Linked DNA regions of Mus musculus: regions 2, 3, 4, 5 and 6 are each linked to region 1. The links are chromatin contacts, called in public HiChIP or PLAC-seq and promoter capture Hi-C maps. All regions are on one chromosome and are shown on one strand. The core of a region is the stretch at or near the end of the contact, and the rest is flanking DNA. Distances in the headings are between cores, read along the strand shown.

Region 1 (2,941 bases), core at 252-2,751:
GACTTCGTGACTGGAACAATATGATTGAGGAACAGAGCTGATGTGATCAGGCCTTGGGTGACTGGTGAACTGATATCCATAAAAAAAAAATTTATGTAAAAACACACAAGCATCTTCACTCTTCTGGCCTACCAAGCTTGGTACCTATTTCTCATCATAACTTTGGAATGTAGGGTCCCAGGAAATGGTGTCAGGGTGGTGCCGTAAGGAGAGATAGAATAGGAGGGAGGGAGGGGAAAGAAGGGGAAAAGAGGAGTCGGAAAAGGGTGGGAGGGAGGTTTCTGTTATACATCTCTTCTAATGCTTTGAATTACATGGAGAGTTTTAGTTTGATATTAACCTGTCAAGAATTCTGCATGCAGGGTTGGCTCTGTCTTAGTGGGTAAAGATGTTTGCTGCCAAGTTTGACAACCTAAATTTGATTACTGGAAAGAGAAAATCAATTCCCACATGCCAGCCATGGCATGCTCAAAGCCTGTATTCAATCATTCCCCCTCCATCCCCCCCCCAATAAAAATAATTCCTGCCAACATAATTTTTATATTTTTTCTCCATTTAAGGAAAGCTGATCTCTCCTTGACATGCCACGGACATTGTCAAAGCAGTTGTGGTTACTTGCACAAGATAGAACCTCATCATGTTGGGGTGGGGGAGCCTTGGGAGGCTTCACCCTTCCCTGAAGATCTATTGGTAGTAGATGCTGGAGGAAAGAGGTGTCATTTTCCTCAGTGTTGTAGCCACCTATTTAGTTGCCCCAATAAATCAACCCCTAATCTATGCTCTTGCAAGCAAACCCAACTCAGTAGGTCATAAAACAAAGACAAGGAGGTACATGGAGGAACTTGTTGGAAAGAAGGTACAGTGGAAATGCGGGAAATAAAAGGGCAATGGTAGGTGAATATGATAAAAGAACAGTATAGGGTCAGGGATTGAAGTTGATAGACTGCTAGCATGTTCAAATCACTGGGTTCAATTCCTAGCACTGATTAGCCTGGTTCCTCTGGCCTATCATTCTAGCACTCAAGAGGTGTAGGCGGCAGCTCAGACATTCAAGGCCAGTATTGGCTAGAAACTGTCTCAACAACAACAGCAAAACCCCAAGCAAGCGCAAAATACATGATATACATATATGAAGTTGCTGAAAAAAGAAAAAGAAAGAAAAGGCCAGGCGTGGTGGTGCTTGCCTTTATTTCCTGCACTTGGTAGGTAGGGAGAGGCTGGAGGGCTACATAGTGAGACCCTGCCTCAAAAAAGAAAGCTAATGAGTAAAACAAAACGGAAAAATATAAAGTAAGCTGGACCGACTAGGTCCGTATGTGCGCTCGTATTGTAAGTTCGAATGAGCGACACATATCTCTCCCCCTGTCCCACAACCCAACTGTATCTGCGGACATCGGGAAGTGAGGCCTGCCACTGGAGGAGGCGTGGCCTGACGTCCAGGGGGCGTGACCCGAGGCGAGCAGGAAGCGGGAGCCGGTCGCCGCACAAGGAGGCGTTACTGGTCGTTCGGGGTCACGTGAGCGCGCAGGCGCAGCTCGACAGAGCCCGCTCCCTCACACAAAGCCCAGACGCGGAGAAAATGGCGGCAGGGGTCGAAGCGGCAGCCGAAGTGGCGGCGACAGAACCCAAAATGGAGGAAGAGAGCGGCGCGCCCTGCGTGCCGAGCGGCAACGGAGCTCCGGGCCCGAAGGGGTGAGTAGTCTAACAGCAATTGATCCTTCTCTAACTCCAGCCAGGTTACTTCGCAGCTCCGTTAGGTCTGTGGGCCGCTTTCTCTTCTCCCACGGCGGCGCGGCGTCTGCGCAGGCCTTTTCCCTGCCGAGAGTTGGGGGCGGCCAAGGCTGTGACGACGACGAAGCCAGGAGAGCCTAATGGATCGCCCCCTGCCGACAGCGCTTGCCTCCGCTGCCTCAGCCTCCTGGCTGTCTGAGCGCGTCGTCGAGGCCTCAGGCCTGTGGCCTGGTATTTTATTCTCAGAGCAGTGATGGCGCGCGGGCTGCGGGAGATCAGGGCCCGCAGCACCTCTCACTGGGGTCTCGAGGGTTGAACCATTAAGACTGTGTAGTTTCAACCCTTCAGCATACAATCCATAGTAGTGGAAGTATTCTGTCTCAGTTTCTCAGATCTGAGAAGTTAGGGGCGGGAGGCTTGCGCGTGCGAGGTGTCACGTGTACGGTCGGCGGCGCGACCCGGAAGGTGTCGACATGACTCTTGTTGCGGGGTTCCGAGACACCGGTGTTACCCTCATTCTGCAAGAAGTGCTTCTTCCATTAGAATGGCCCCGGACCCGGGCTCCTGGGCTGGAGTTCTTTCCCCTCTTTATAGTCCTACTTCCTAAAGTGCAGTTGGTACCAATGGGAGAAATGGTCTTTGCTTGCTCAGTGTTCATCCTTAGCAACAGACCTAAAGTGTTCGGGTAGAGGCACCACTTCGGGGTTTCAGAAATTAAAATAGACAGACGTCATCATCCCTTTTTTGGAATCCTGCTTGGAGATCTGTCTAGGGACCTTGATTCGTTATTATAAGTGTCCTAGCATGGCCTGAGGAGTCCCAGCCTTTTGGGAGGAGTGGGAAGCTGCAGGATCCAGAGTGCAAAGTGTGGCCAGACTATATAGAGTGAGTTCAGTCTAGGTTGCCATTTAGTCATTGGGAAATTGAGCTAGACCCTAACTCTCAAAAAGAGGGATGAAAACATAGCAATAACCTGGCACTCCAAAGTCCCTAGATTCGATTCCTAATATCAGACCACAGGGTGGTCTTTCTGAGCCCTAAAAAGTTTTCTTCAAGGAGGAAACCATAAGATTCTGCTCCTGTGAAACTCTCCTCATACTGATATACTAATATATCAGCTTGAGGAGGTCTGGAGAAACATTTTGGTTCTAAAATCAGCAGCCCATGTCTCTGAATTTTTGTTTTCCATCAAATGTATAAGGTGGGAAGT
Region 2 (2,828 bases), core at 44-2,543, 1.4 Mb after region 1:
TTTTTTATTTTCTTGTATGTTTTGCCTGCACATATGCTCACTATTCACATGCCTGGTGCCTGTGGTAACCAGAAGAGGGCTTCATATTCCTGGGAACTAGATTAGAGATTGTTGTCAGCCACCTTGTAGGTGGCAGAAAATGAACCTGAGTCTTTGAAATACTAACAAGTCCTTTACGCTGAGCCATCTCTCTAGCTCCCAGCCGTCTTTTATTTTCTGAGACATAGTCAAACCATGTAAACCGTTAAACTCTGTAGTCCAGGTAGGCCTTCCACTTTAATGTCCTGGAGTTACATGGCCTGTGCCACTAAGTCCAGTACTTACTATAGTTTCTATGTAAGCAGATCAGGTTTCAAACAGCAAATAAGGTGTGGGTGATCAGATCGAATCCTAGTTCCTTGCATGCCTGTCCAGACTGACTGGAATTACGCCCAAGGTCACTTACAGACACTAGGACTAGTTATTGGTGAATCTGAACCTCAGCTGGGTTTGTTGGATTCCTAGAGCAGCCTCACCAGCCCTGTCTGCCCTGCCCATAGCTTATGATGGAGCAGTCCAAGAAGTCCTCGCTTATGGTGGCCCGCAGTATTCTCAACAACAAGCTCATTAGCAAGAAGCTGGAGCGATATCTGAAGGTGAGGCAAAGGCGAAAGCACTGTCCTAGTCCTGACCTTTGTGTGAGCCTGGTCCCCATTCTATCCCAGTGATTCCTACCTCCCATTAAAGTCTCTATCCATCTCTACAGGGCGAGAATCCTTTCACTGACAACCCAGAGGAGGAAAAGGAACAAGACGAGGTGGAGGCTGGCGCTCTGGATGAAGGGGCACCAAGCGAAGCGACAGAGCTCACAGAGGGCGTGCCGGCACAGCCCCCCGTGCCCCTGGAGCCCGCCCCAGGGACTACAACACCGCCACCTCCGCCACCACCAGAAGAGGAGGAGAGCCCTGTACCCTTGCTGGGCGGAGCGCTGCAGTGTCAGATCCGCGGGATCCCGGGCCTCGACATGGAAGACGACGAGGAGGGCGGTGGGGGTCCATAACCCTTACCCGGCAGGGCTCCCGTGGCCGAGGCTGGAAGTCCAGCCTAATAAAGTGCTTTCCCATCTGAGGTCTTCGTTTGTGCTGTGGTGAGGGCGGGCCCCTAGAAGTGCGCCTGCGCGCGGGTAAACGCGCTAGAACCGCTCACGCGTGCGCGGACCTGGACGCTCTTGCGCACTAGCTTACCCTTGAGGCACAACTCCCGAGATGCTGTAGATTTGCAACCCGGAAGGCTGGGCGGATCGGCGGGGGCGGGCCCATTTGAGCAACCAATGGTAGCGCCCAGAAAGAGACGTACGCTCTTCGTCTTCCAGTAGCAGACAGCACGTTGAACGCATGCGTTCTGAGCGAATCTAAGACAAGGATCTGCTGGCGGGTCGCGTCGCAGACATGGAGCAAGGCTACGGAGGTTAGTGTGGGCTCTTCTTCACCACGGGAGACCCTGGCGCATGTGGTATTCGGGCTTAGCCTGCAGCCGGAACGCACTTGCCGCAGCCCGGTTCTGTGTGGAGTTGTCCCGGACGCGCGCGCTTCCCTTATTGGGCCTCTGCGCAATCGTTCCCGAAGCGCCGCGCGTGGATTGGCCGGTAGGACTCGGGGCGGGGGGTGCGGATGAGGCGCGAAGGCCGACGCTGTGGCCGGTTTCTGGATGCGTTCTGGACCGCTTTCACTGTGCAAGCCGAGTGGCTCTCATCGCTGCGGGACCCCAGGACCCGAGCGGTCTCAGTCCCGCCTTCTCTTCCGAAGACGCCACAAAATGGCGGCTCCAGGGGCGGGGCTAAAGCGAACGCTGAGGAAGCGGGGGGTGGAGGGGGTTGAGGTCCGGCTGGGTTGCGGCGGCCGTAGCGAGGAGAGAGTCTCAGCTCATCCTCCGCAGGTCGTCCTTGAGAGCTCGTGTCCCCGGGCTCGCTTTTCTGAAGGCTTACGGGCAGCGCGCGATCGGCCCAGCTGTGCACTGCGGCTACACCCGGTGCAGCTTTTTGGGAAAACCTGGCTGGGTCTCTGCAGTGTACGCGGCGTGAGGTGCTCGTGGGAGGTGTGCTGCCTGAGGGGCTGGGATTCTGGACTGTAACATTACGGGGGTCTGCGGAAGCGGGAACGTTGCCTTTCCTAACCTAAATGTCAGCAACTTTTCGTAATTAGGCGTCGGTTCTCGAGCTATCTGCTTTTAATCTCCTGGGAGGCCTTGACTCTGTACGGAGATTTACCCGCAGGAGATAGTTGGAACATGTGGAATGGGGTTGGAAGTGGGCACAGGGAGTGGTTAGTGGCTTCTGGCGGCTAAGGAAGGGATCTTGAGAGGCAGCAGAGTAACAAGATCCCTAGAATTGGACTTGCCAGAGAGGCCTGAGGTGTGATGAACACGTGTGCTTGGGTATCAGCCTAGTGCTCTTTGCCTTTGGGATCCTAGATCTATGTCTTCCATTCTTAGCCTTTCCACCAGATAGATACCTGTCACAACCCTGCTATACTTCTTTGGTCTAGGGAACTTCATGGTGACTCCCACTTTCTACCAGCCAATAATTTTACAGATACAGTTAGGGTATTTGCAGCCTTCCTGGTTTTTTTGTTTTTTTAACTAAGAATTTTTTTAGCCGGGCGTGGTGGCGAATGCCTTTAATCCAAGCACTTGGGAGGCAGAAGCAGGCAGATTTCTGAGTTTGAGGCCAGCCTGGTCTACAAAGTGAGTTCCAGGACAGCTAGGGCTACAGAGAAACCCTGTCTCAAAAAACCAAAAAAAAAAAAAAAAAAAAGAAGAAGAAGAAGAAGAAGAAAAAGAATCTTTTTTTT
Region 3 (2,700 bases), core at 45-2,544, 1.2 Mb after region 1:
ATATATAATATATAATATATATATATTATATATTTTATATATTATATAATATATAATAAATATATAAAAATATATTATATGTTTTATATATTATATACAATATATAATAAATCTCATTTAAAAAAAGAAAGAAGAAGAAGGAAGGAAGAAAGGAAAGAAAGAAAGAGAGAGAGAGAGAGAGAGAGAGAGAAAGAATTTTAAAAATTGGAGAGGAGGGATGTCAACTTCTGCCATTCAGCATCGCTGTCCCTCAAGAGACTCTGGCCAGCAGAGATGGGCTAAGAAAGGAGCATACCCAATTTATTCCACTAGAAAGGCTCAACTCCAACAACGTTAAGTGAAATAGCACATTGAGGGGGAGAGCTCTGCTCCCTCAACCTATCCTGGGGTGGGGTGGGGTGGGGGGCACTAACAACACAGAACAGGACTGAACAAGCAACAGAAAGAGATCTTAAAACATGAGTTCTTATCAGAATGTGATCCGAAGTTAGCTGGGAACGAGAAAGGGCAAAAAAGAAAAAAGCCTCAAAACGTGGTGTAGACAGAGGCCAGGAGTAGATATGCCGGGTATGTGACTAGATAGAGACTCACTCAGCCTCCCTCCCTCACCTCTCCACCCTCTCACGACTCCCAGGTTCCTAAGAGCCTTTCCTGACACACCAGACCTACCTGCTGCCACACTCACCATGCTCATGTGACCCCAAAACCAGTGCCGCGAAGGGGGCTCGGGGAAGCAGCGGAGACGGCAGTAGTTGTCATAGAAGGCACAAATCCAGGTCAGAATTCGAGCCAGGAACAAGGAGGCCCCAACCAACTGCAGAAGTTGCCATGGGAAGGCAGCTCCAGGCCCCAGTCCCAGCCAGGACAGGCCCAGCTGTAGCATCCTGCAAGAAAGATAGGCCAGAAGTGAGATCCTGAGGCCCAGGAGACAGAGGTGGCCCTCCATGGTCACTGGACAGAGATGGTGACTTAGAGGACTAGAACACAGGAAGGAAAAGGGACACCCAGGGCTACGGAGAGACAGAGAATCAGGCAGGAGAGAGGCAGATAGGATCTGTTTATAGTCTGCGTTGGCCTAGACTGAAGCACAGGTATGTAGCGTAGTAACTGGGAAATCAGGCCTGCCTGCAGAGCCACCCCAGCTGTAACAGAGCTTCCACTGTTCAGTAGGGGCCTTCCGTGTGTCCCAAGTCCGGCACCTTTTCTCAGGAGTAATGCGTCCCAGAAACGTCCGCTCTTCCCTGGAAATGTTTTTGATCCTGGCTACCGGCTGAGCAGGACGATGAGCTGGACTGAGCCAATCCCTCGGTGGCCCAGAGCCCTCCTCCCAGCCTGGGTAGAATATCAAAATGCGGGGGGCGGGGGCGGGGGCGGGGCGGGGGCGGGGCCAACCCGAAGCAATTGGAGCCAATCCAGGGTCACATGTCCAGGCAAGCAGGGTCCTCAGGATTCAACACCTTCCATCTGAACCAAGACAAAGGTGTCTAGAGACCCAAAGTTTACAATCTGTCCCGTTCTCACTAGGCTCCGCAGGTCCTCTGAGGACCTGCAGGCTAGAGGGCAGCAGGCAGTGTTTTCCAGTTCGGACTGAAAGGATCCGAGCCTCTGCCTACCAGCTGCACAACCTGGCAGAATTCTCCCTCCAAGTAATCCAGGTTCCGAGTGGAGACAAGACTTCCAGAAACAAAGAATCCGGCCGTGCTGGAACGGACTAAAAGAGATTCTGAAGATTAAAACTCCCAGCTGAGGGACCAGAGTTCAGTTAGGAAGTAGGTGGGAGGGGTCAAGCTGAGCCGCCAGTCGTGGGGAAATCCAGGCAGGCGAGAAGAGAGAGGGGGTTGTGGGCTCCGGGTCAGCAGCACCACGTTGAGAGCTCCAAGAGAAAAACACCATTCACAATACAAAGGCAGGCCCATCTGAATAACACTATTATTCATTCAACTGAAAGGGTAAAAGCCCAAGGATGCGCAAGTGACGGACTTCAAGCCGTAAAAGATATCTATAACTGCCAACCCAGACTGCTGCATCCAGAAAAGCTGTCTGTCATAAAGAAGGACATTTTTTTTAACTATCAGCGGTAAAAATAGAACAAAGGCATTTATGAGCACTGAGCCAGCTCTACAGAAGATGCTTGATAGAATCCTTCAGGCTGAAGAGGGGGAAATCAGGCCACAAAGTCCAGGAAATAAATAAATAAATAAATAAAACACACTAGAATATTATTAAAGCAAGAGAGGAAGAAGGAGGAAAACAAAATCAACAAAATTGCAGGAATCAACAAACACCTTTCAATAACTCGGGTGTTCTCAGTCTCAACTGCACCCCAGATAAAGGCACAAGCATGGATCTGCTGCTTCTAAGAAATATCTCACTACAAGAGGCAGATAAGATTCTAGCTCAGGGTGAAAGGACGCTAAGCTATCTCAGGGGACAGGAAGATGGCTCAGTGTGAATGCACCTGCAGCCAAGACTAACAGCTTCACTCTGCTCCATAGAACTGACCAGCATGATGAAAGGAGAGAATTGACTCCTGCAAACTGTCCTCTGGCCTCCACACCCATGGCATGACAGGCACGTGTGCCCACACACACACACACACACACACACACACACACACACACAAATAAATAAAATGTTAGTTCACAGACTTTTAAGGGTATGCCAAGGAAATGGACCTAGAACACAAGCAAGCAAGTGTGT
Region 4 (2,889 bases), core at 255-2,754, 1.1 Mb after region 1:
GGATTCTGTTGAGAGAAGCAGTACTTGAATGTATGGCATTGGTGATGATATCTCTATTATGAGTGATCTAATCCCAAGATGTGGTTCTGCAACATGGAGCAGCATGGAGCAAGGGGACCTGGTGACCAGGGAAGGGTACTGAGTAGGAAGTGTAGTCATTATGATGAGACCAGAGAGAAAATGGTCATGCTGTGATGTGCCTTTGGAATAAAGTCATTGCTTAGCATGCACAAACCCTAAGCACTTCAGATAATCACTACCAATGTTAAAAAGTGTTCATCCTTGACCTACATTGCATAATGGAGCCCACTAATGCATCTTCAGGACAGAGGGCAAAATGAGGAAGGACAGTGGCCAAGAAGTGGAAGGGAAAAAAACTACAATCTCTCTTCTGCACCCAAACAGTAGGTGGAGGTAAGAAATCGCAGCTGAATCCTACAGGGCAAATAGCAACCCAGAGAGATACAGTCACTGATCTGAAACCAAGAGAGATGAGCCAGGCAGGAGGCAAGACCTTGGACATACTGAAGGAAGATCTCAAATCCAGCAGTGAAACAGAATATACCAGGGATGCCACTACTCTGTGCTATTCGCCATGGGATCCACTGACTATGACACATATCCAGGAACTTGAGGAATCCTCAGTCCTGCTGAGAGTATGGCCCACAGTAGGCTGGTGCCAGGTAAGAGAGAAAGGCTGATGAGCACAACTTGGAAAGAAAGATAAATGAATGTGGGGTTGTGATGAGAATAGGGGCCCAAATAACTTTCTTTGCTTCTCCCTGCTACAGGCTCCAGACCTTTCCTGATGCCTAGGGAACACATACACCCCGGTACCCCCAGCCTATCTGCCGCCATACTCACCATGCCCAAGTGACCTGAAAACCAGTTTTTTTTAGGAGGCTGAGGGAAACAACTGAGGCGGGAGCAGTTCTCATAGAATGAGTAAGTCCAGGCAAGGATTCTGGCCAAAATCCAGGAAGCCACTCCAAGCAGCAGAAGATGCCATGACGAGGTCACCACAGAGCCCAGGTCCAGCCCAGACACACTTAGCCGCAGCATCCTGCTGAGCAGACAGACACAGGAGGAGATTCTGAGGTTTGGAAGAGGAACCTGGAAAACTTCAGAATTTTGAGCATGGGCAGAAACTGGAGAGTAGAGCAGGGAGTAGAGCAGGGAAGGGGATGGAGATACAGGAAGAGACAGAATGAGAGAGAGAGAAGGAGGCAGGGAACACACAGACAAGAGCTGTTGAAGTCTGGGATGGCTCTGCCTGAAGCACAAACGGTTATCCAGGAACCCAGGCTCACTTGTGCCAATTGTCTCCATGGAGCCACCCCAACACTGATAAACTCATCCTGATCAGAGTCAGGACCCTGTCTTGCCTCAGAGCCCAAGTCGGTACCTTATCTCAGGAGCTGCTGGTCCTCTAAGACCTTCTCCCCAGTCCTGTGAAAAGCATTTATCCCCTGCTTCCTAACTTCAGGAAGCTGTGTGGGAGGCTGGGTTAGGCTGGACTGAACCAATCAAATCCCTCCCAGGCTCAGCCACTTCCTCCCTGCCTGGGCATCAGGCCAAAACAAGTTGGGCGGGGCCAGACTGGAGTGGAGGGGAAAGACTCAGGGCAACACACACAGGCAGGTTGCATTTAGGATGCAGCACCTCTGAGTCAAGGGCAAAGGTGACTCTGGGCCCTTCCAAGGGCAACAGTCTGCTGATAAAAGCGTGAAGGAGGAAGTACAGGTGCCAGGATGGTGTTCAGGATGTTCCCTGAGCATCTCCCAGGGATCTCTGCACATCTCACTGGTGGGAGTGCAGCATGCAGAATTCCTCACTGCAGAACTGCAGAACTGCAGACCTGTCTCTGGAATGCCTCTGCTCACCGACTACAGTCTTGCAGCATTCAGTCCTCTCCCTTAGCAGCCCAGCCCCTGGATAGAAACAATTCCAAACTAGACCAGAGAATCCAGCCATGGTCAGACTGAAGAGATAGATGTCCTGGCTGGGAAAATACACCTGGCAACTAAAGGGTCAGAGTTCAGCGGGTTTGTGAGGATGAAAGGAGTCAGACTGAAGTGCTATGAGCACAGGGGTACAGGCAAGAATGAACAAGCCTGCAATGGCTTGTCTTCCCAGGATCAAATGGCGACTTGACCTTAACAGGAGTGTATGCTGTTCAGAAACCCTAGATCGGCAAGTCATGGACTTAGCAATCACTGAACCCTCCCATGGCCATGCTCCCCATTATTAGACAAGTAAAAGGAGCCAACATCACACCAAAGCGCGGACATAAAGAACAATGGGTGGACCAGCTCAAAGGTTGGCAGATAAAAGCAATCTCAAAGTCCTGAAACAGAGTTAAGGGTACTTGATTGGTGGTTGATAGAGCAAGATAAGGGCAGAGGTCAGTGGAGAAGTCCAGACTCGCCAACTCAGGGCTCCCCAAACAAGAAATGAGGGACTATGGAGGCTAGGGGTCCCTAATAGATCAAAATTAAGCAACCTCAAGACTTCCTCCCCAGGGGATTTTTCACAAGGTGTTGTTTCCCTTTCCTCTAGTAAATTTTTCAACTTCACAGGTACTTTTTAAGCATAGGCAAAGTCTACAATTTCACAACTACTTATGACACTGAATTCTAGGGTAATGAACGTCTAAAGGAAACACACAACATTTCTAAAAGAGTCCACACTGGAGAAGACACAAGGAAAGACTGTATGGAACAGAGCAGTATAAGGCCCCCACTTGTCACAGTTGAAGCCATAGCTGTTTCGCTTGACTTAGCATTCTTATTTTTTCTTTTATTTATTTGATTTATGTATAGAGATGTTTTGTCTGCATGTATGTGTCTGCACCACACACAAGCTTGATTCCAGAAGCTTTGCAAAGAA
Region 5 (2,747 bases), core at 163-2,662, 1.4 Mb after region 1:
CAGAGGCCAGCCAAGAAGACCTGGGTGTGGTGGTGAACACATGTAATCTCATTACTTGGAAGGCTGAGACAAGAAGGGTAAGAATTCTTAAGATCCTGCTCTGAAAAAAAAAATCCCCGCTGGCTCATTCTCTTATTTCATGATACATGAAATATTTTCCTTAAGTTGATTCCATAAATTGAGTGTAGTGAATATAGTGAAACGTGTCTGTATTTTCAGCAATTGTCAGTTCCCACTGACACACAACTAGCCATAGTCCTCTGGCCTTAATGTTCCTCTATCACCTGTCTGAGGGCTCTCTTCACCATCTGCTCTTTTGAGTCTGTCATCGGATTATTTAAATTTTTGGATTAAAAATCTTTTCTTGGGGTTGGAGATTTAGCTCAGTGGTAGAGCGCTTGCCTAGCAAGCGCAAGGCCCTGGGTTCGGTCCTCAGCTCTGGGGGAAAAAAAAAAATCTTTTCTTGTCGTTCTTGCATGTGAAGATCCCCACTCATCTGCAAGGTTCCTTCCCTGAGTCTGCGTGTCGGCTTCCTCCGAAAAGCTGTTTCCTTATGGATGGCCCTGAAGACTCTTCTTGTCTTCTCTTGATCTTCCCTCTTCTGTGTATCCCTCTGGGGTACACAGTCCTCAGAGACCCTCGATCGTGTTCCAAGGACTCCCGCCCTCCTCCCCCCAGTCGGGGGAGCCAGTCTCCTGTCCTCACCTCTACAACCGCCGCCGGCACTAACGAAGCTCTCCGGACCTGGGAGGACCAGCGGGACGCGCACGCCGGGCGGCGGCGATGACACGGGGCCGCGCGCGCAGCGTGCGTGGTGACATCAGTGCGCTGGCGGCGGCGGCAGGGCTGTTTGTTCTGCTCTCCCGCAGCCGAGGAACCGAAGCAGTGGCGGCGGCTGCGGCGGAGGCTGCCAGCAGTGCCCGCGGGCGAGCGGGGCCTGTGAGCGCAGCGGCGCGGCGGGCGCGGCGGACGGGCCCCGGCTTGGCGTCCCGGACAGCGTGCGGCGGCGTGCGGCCTAGCGTCTCAGGTGAGGGGACCGGTGTCCTTCGCGGCCGCGAGGCGGGCTGCCGGGGCCCCACGGCGCGGCCCGCGTAACCTGCATTGCGTAATGGGGCTGGTGCGCCACCACCTACGCCATCGGCGCGGGGGTGGGGAGGCCGCAGTTTCGTGGGCCCGGAGCCTGGTGCTTCTCGCGCCCTGCCGGGGCAGCCCGCGCCGTTGGGGCGGCGGCGGCCGAGTGGGCTCGCGGACTTTGTACCGGGGCAGTTGCGCCCGCCGCTGTCCCCCTTGGCGCGGGCGGCGGCAGGGAACGGGACCGGGACCGGGACCGGGGGCGCGGGCGCGCTGGGCGGCCGGGGGCGGGCGGGGGGCGGGCCAAGCTCCCGGCACTTCCTGCCGCCGCCATTTTGTCAAGTGAGGAGGAGGAGGAGGAGGAGGAGGAGGAAGCGACTGCCTCTGGATCTGCGGTGCGCGCCGGGCCGCGTAAGTCCGGGCCGGGGATGCTGACCGCGGGTACCGCCCGCTCTCTCTGGTTGCAGTTCCCCCTTGGGGCGGGTCGCTCTTGCGCGTCGTGCCCCGGCGCGCTCTCCTTCCGTCAGCTGGGTACTCCTGCCAGTGCTGGGATAGCGAGTTCCCGCTTCATAGTCTCACCTTTCCGGCTGTCCCCGGAGCTCTGCCTAGAAAGAGGTAGAAGATTTTGTTCACAGGGAGAGAGCTTCCATTGCACGCCTGCTCCAGGCTGGACCCAGGGGACAGGAAGGGTGACGAAGGACCAGGAGTCCCTCTCGACCCACCCACTCCCAACCTGGAAGCCTACTCTTTGGGTGCTTTGTTTTGATGGGTCTCTGCTTGCTGCCGTCCCTTGCAATGGCTTCTTACTTGCAGGAGTGTGTCGGTTTAGGGTGGGGATGTTGGAGAGTTGTGATTCAGCAAAATGACCCCCCCCCCCCTTACACACAAACACGGAAATAGCACTTAAACAAGAAGCCCCCAAGGCCGAGCTGGGTTGGAGATGGGAAATCCCACGTTAGTGTAGTGGACAGTGTGAATACTTTTGCTCAGGCCGGTGGGTGAGTCATGTGCCTCTGCTGATTGGCTGACCTCCCTGTTACTCAAGACAAGGGTTTTTTTGTTTGTTTTTTTAAAAGTGTTTTTAGCCTGCTTGTTTACTTGTTTATGCTTTTCGAAATCTGGTGAGATTATCTCCTGTGTGTGTATATATGTTGGATGCCAGTTGCAGCAGCCCTCTTGAGAATGTCTTTACTTATCATCAAAGGTGATATTAATAGCCCCTGGTTACTAAAATCCAACTCTCAGTGTACTTCTAAGCCAATGTGCTCTTCAGTGCTATAATAAAAAATTGGAAAATTTTTATGAATGGAGATGTCAACTTCCCTTGGAATTGGTAGAGCTTGGGTGTTGTAAAGAATGTCACCCACAGGGCTAGACAGATGGCTCAGCGGTTAAGAGCACTGATTGCTCTTCCAAAGGTCCTGAGTTCAAATCCCAGCAACCACATGGTGGCTCATAACCATCTGTAATGAGATCTGATGCCCTCTTCTGGGGTTTATGAAGACAGCTATAAATTAAAAAAAAAAAAAAGAAAAAAAAAGAATGTCACCCACAAAAATGCAAAGGAATTATGAATGTGTTTTCAATTTCAAGAAGTCTTCAGCTAGCCGGGCGTGGTGTCGAACGCCTTTAATCCCAGCACTCGGGAGGCAGAGGCAGGTGGATTTCTTAGTTCG
Region 6 (2,980 bases), core at 314-2,813, 1.3 Mb after region 1:
TGTGGAGGCAGCGGTGGCTGCGGAGGCCGTGGCACCGGCACCAAGAGGGGCAGCAGCTGTAGTGGCAGCGACGGCCCTATGAAGTAGGGGAGTTCCCGGCCAGCGACTACGCCTCCCCCGGTGAGGCTCGACCCAGCCCGGGAAGCTCGCGGACGGGGCGGAGCTGGAGCAGGGAGGGGAGGCCTGGGCCCGGTCGGGCCGGGCGGGACCCCCTGGGGCGGGGGAGGGGCGGGGCCTGCAGGGGCGGGGCCTGCAGGGGGCGGGGCTGTACAGGTGGGGGGAGGATCGGGGGTCTCGAGGCAGGTGTCTCCCCCCCCACCTCAGCTCGTCCCGCGGGGTCTCCCGCCCCGAGGTGCACGGGCGAAGGGCGCATCCTGGGGACCCTGGCTTCCCCGCAGGGTGCGTCCGCGCAGCGCCGCCCCTACCTCTGCGACCCCTGCGGGAGGTGGGGTAGGGAACGACCATCTGGACTGGAGCCCCCTCCCCAAGCTGCCAAAGTGCTCCGAAGTTGCGGTCCTGCCCGATCCCCGCCAGCAGTGCCTACCCGAGTGGGCACCCGCAGGTGCTTTCTCCAGGCCTGGGCAGGGACCCCTCCAGCCAAGACTGTCAACCCACCCTGTGTAGGGCCCCCCGGGAGCGCCCAGGCCCTCGAGGGCAACGCCTGCTACCAGGCCTGGAGCCCCGGCCCCGCCCCGGTTGCCTGGGCCGGGCCTCACCACCATCTCCCTGGGGAGAGCGCCTCATTCCTGCCCTTCACTTTCTGCTCTACCTTGAAGGTATTTATAGGTGGAGAGGACAATCGCCCTCCTCCCCCCCAGGGTCCTTATTTCTGAAACAGGAGCCCCATCGGTCCTTTTCATCCTCGGGCCAGAACAACCAATATCGGTGGAGGATGCAAGCAATACTATTGGAAGGTGGCAGGGTGGAGGAGCCCAGGCTTGGTATGCATGAGAGATCATGCTAAGAGAAGGGAAAGGGTTAATGGTGGGGTCACTTGAGCGTGTGGAGAGGCTAAGGGGTTAATAACCCTACATTCCTGGGTAGGGAGAAGGATGTGAATGTTGGAAAAGTGTAGGGGTAATTGATACGGGGCAACAGAAGTGAGTAAAGTATAAGGGCAAAGATGGGGGCCCTCGAGACCCTGCACTGGGGAGAGAGCGGGGACCCTGGAAACTGGAGGCATGGCTGTAGGTTATGCAGTCACAGGAAAGCAGCTGGACACGGTGAAGCTGTGAGTGAGCCATGGGAGGAATAGGTGGAGGTGGAAGGAGTGATGAGGGAGGGCTGAGGTGACTGAATGTGCGTGTGTAACTGTGGTGAATGGAGGCTGTGAAGAAGCTGGGGAAAGAGAACGCTTTAGTGTACTGAGACTCGCTCCCAGTAGAGGTGATTGGATTATAATAGGAGTGAATGGAACCTCAACACCACTTAACCCCTCACTTCAACTAAGAGACAAACTGAGGCCATAGGCTTTGAAGGAGAGGACTAGGGTTCTGAGAGAGGGGAGAACAAACAGAATTCTCTTCTTACTCTCTTAAGGTCTTCCTTGTCTTTGTCTCCAGGCCCACAATGTCCTGCTGAACCTGCCAGGTACTGAGTGAAGATTCACGGCTGGCACCCATGGAGGGGTTACTGGCAGGTGGCCTGGCTGCCCCGGATCATCCTCGAGGCCCCGCTCCAAGAGAGGACATCGAGAGTGGGGCTGAGGCTGCTGAGGGGGAAGGTGATATCTTTCCATCTTCTCATTACCTGCCAATCACCAAAGAAGGCCCTCGAGACATTCTGGATGGCAGAAGTGGCATTTCTGGTAAGAGGGCTCTGTGGCCCTAAAGAAGCTTCCCACTTGGTCCCCCAGGCCCAGAGAGAGTCAGGTCACCCCACCCAGCAGGGGCTGAGTTGCAATTGGAATTCTGTTCGATGCACATAGCCTCCTTTAGTGCTCCACGTACCGCTTTTCAGTTTGCCCTTATGAAAACAGATGTCTTGGGAGCCCATGACTGGATGTAAGAAACTGGGATTCATACTTGTAGTGTCCTGGCTTTCCTCTCTAAGCTGGACACCAGCTGTATCCAAATCCCATGTCAGTACCCTGAGCTCTTTGCCCAAAGCCCACTTGTTCCTTCTTGCAGTCTTGATGGAGTGGAGCTCCTGAGCGAGTGCCCTCTAGTGGTAAGGTAAAGTCTGGGGAGATTCGAGTTGCCTCTTTCCATCTTGATTTACCCCATACAAGGCTAGCTCACACTGTCCCCACCTCACAATTTGTTGTTCGTTTATTAAACACTGAGCACCTGCTGTGCCACTTTCTGTTCTGGGTGCTGGGGAAATAATCATAAAGAGACAAAAGTCCCTGTCCTCCAGGGGTTGGCATTCCAGAAGGGAAGGTGGACAAGGAACGACTGAGCAGATGTCATAAGGGCAGGTTATGCAGGCTATGCAGATATTAAACTGAGTGCCAGGACCATGGCTGGGCGCTCCAGGAAAAGCCACCTGACACAGTGGTGTTTGAGGCACAGCACAGAATGAGTGGTGGGACGTGCCCAGCAGGTGGCGGGACAGCATGGGCAAAGGCCCTGCAGAGGGGAGGAGCCTGGTATGTTTAAGGACTTAACAGGAATCTGGTGTGGCTGGTCCCCCAAAACTTGGCCTTCTAATAAATTCCGAGCACCTCTTCTGTGGTTCCTACATGCCAAGTTCTTTGTCTTCTCAATTCACATCATACTTAGAACCTTTGTCGGAAGAGCCTCCGTTATTTAGTATCTCATGTTAGGAATGGGAAATTCAAAACCCTGAGGGGTGAAGTCAGTAGTGTGGCCTTACACCCCTCTTCCTTCTTTGTTTTATTCTGTTCTTTATAGAACTGGGGATTGCACGTAGGCCCTTGCACATACTCTGCAAAAGCTGTTCCATTGAGTTCTGCCCCAGCCCTCCTCTTTAGTTTTTTGGGTTTTTTGTTTTTTGGTTTGTTTGGTTTTTTTGTTTG

The links. Promoter capture Hi-C pulls out the DNA fragments that hold promoters and counts their contacts. HiChIP or PLAC-seq counts read pairs in DNA pulled down with a chosen protein or histone mark.
Region 2: a contact with region 1 is called in an H3K27ac HiChIP or PLAC-seq map of thymic regulatory T cells, with 4 times the contacts expected there. The contact joins the promoter of Akap8 here to the promoter of Hnrnpm in region 1. A contact is called at or near these places in 4 of 39 promoter capture datasets (the 3T3-L1 cell line, 3T3-L1-derived adipocytes, hippocampal neurons and 1 more) and 6 of 115 datasets of contacts at active chromatin or transcription factors (differentiating embryonic stem cells, embryonic forebrain, embryonic hindbrain and 3 more).
Region 3: a contact with region 1 is called in a promoter capture Hi-C map of 3T3-L1-derived adipocytes, with 2.8 times the contacts expected there. The contact joins the promoter of Cyp4f17 here to the promoter of Hnrnpm in region 1. A contact is called at or near these places in 5 of 39 promoter capture datasets (the 3T3-L1 cell line, 3T3-L1-derived adipocytes, hippocampal neurons and 1 more).
Region 4: a promoter capture Hi-C map of hippocampal neurons shows a contact between it and region 1, with 5 times the contacts expected there. The contact joins the promoter of Cyp4f16 here to the promoter of Hnrnpm in region 1. A contact is called at or near these places in 6 of 39 promoter capture datasets (the 3T3-L1 cell line, cranial neural crest, embryonic stem cells and 3 more), 4 of 115 datasets of contacts at active chromatin or transcription factors (embryonic forebrain, extraembryonic endoderm stem cells, forebrain and 1 more) and 1 of 9 other capture datasets (embryonic stem cells).
Region 5: a contact with region 1 is called in a promoter capture Hi-C map of hippocampal neurons, with 4 times the contacts expected there. The contact joins the promoter of Brd4 here to the promoter of Hnrnpm in region 1. A contact is called at or near these places in 1 of 39 promoter capture datasets (hippocampal neurons) and 3 of 115 datasets of contacts at active chromatin or transcription factors (extraembryonic endoderm stem cells, fetal liver and microglia).
Region 6: a FOXA1 HiChIP or PLAC-seq map of pancreatic cancer cells shows a contact between it and region 1. The contact joins the promoter of Wiz here to the promoter of Hnrnpm in region 1. A contact is called at or near these places in 6 of 39 promoter capture datasets (the 3T3-L1 cell line, cranial neural crest, hematopoietic stem and progenitor cells and 3 more) and 4 of 115 datasets of contacts at active chromatin or transcription factors (astrocytes, embryonic limb bud, large pre-B cells and 1 more).

Annotation. Positions count from the first base shown.
Region 1 is chr17:33,684,018-33,686,958 of GRCm38.p6, reverse strand. It overlaps Hnrnpm (heterogeneous nuclear ribonucleoprotein M), which reads left to right and starts at 1,501. Exons shown (of 16, transcript NM_029804.3): 1 at 1,501-1,692. The coding sequence starts at 1,580. It also overlaps a transcript of Marchf2 not described here.
Region 2 is chr17:32,319,703-32,322,530 of GRCm38.p6, reverse strand. It overlaps Akap8 (A kinase (PRKA) anchor protein 8), which reads left to right and starts at 1,293. Exons shown (of 14, transcript NM_019774.5): 1 at 1,293-1,446. The coding sequence starts at 1,428. Akap8l (A kinase (PRKA) anchor protein 8-like) reads left to right here. Exons shown (of 14, transcript NM_017476.2): 13 at 540-635; 14 at 746-1,107. The coding sequence ends at 1,039.
Region 3 is chr17:32,505,078-32,507,777 of GRCm38.p6, reverse strand. It overlaps Cyp4f17 (cytochrome P450, family 4, subfamily f, polypeptide 17), which reads right to left and starts at 1,294. Exons shown (of 13, transcript NM_001101445.2): 1 at 1,200-1,294; 2 at 686-884. The coding sequence starts at 883.
Region 4 is chr17:32,535,172-32,538,060 of GRCm38.p6, reverse strand. It overlaps Cyp4f16 (cytochrome P450, family 4, subfamily f, polypeptide 16), which reads right to left and starts at 1,504. Exons shown (of 13, transcript NM_024442.2): 1 at 1,406-1,504; 2 at 865-1,063. The coding sequence starts at 1,062.
Region 5 is chr17:32,282,798-32,285,544 of GRCm38.p6, reverse strand. It overlaps Brd4 (bromodomain containing 4), which reads left to right and starts at 1,412. Exons shown (of 20, transcript NM_020508.4): 1 at 1,412-1,482.
Region 6 is chr17:32,386,400-32,389,379 of GRCm38.p6, reverse strand. Wiz (widely-interspaced zinc finger motifs) reads left to right here and starts at 1,563. Exons shown (of 11, transcript NM_001372227.1): 1 at 1,563-1,807. The coding sequence starts at 1,621.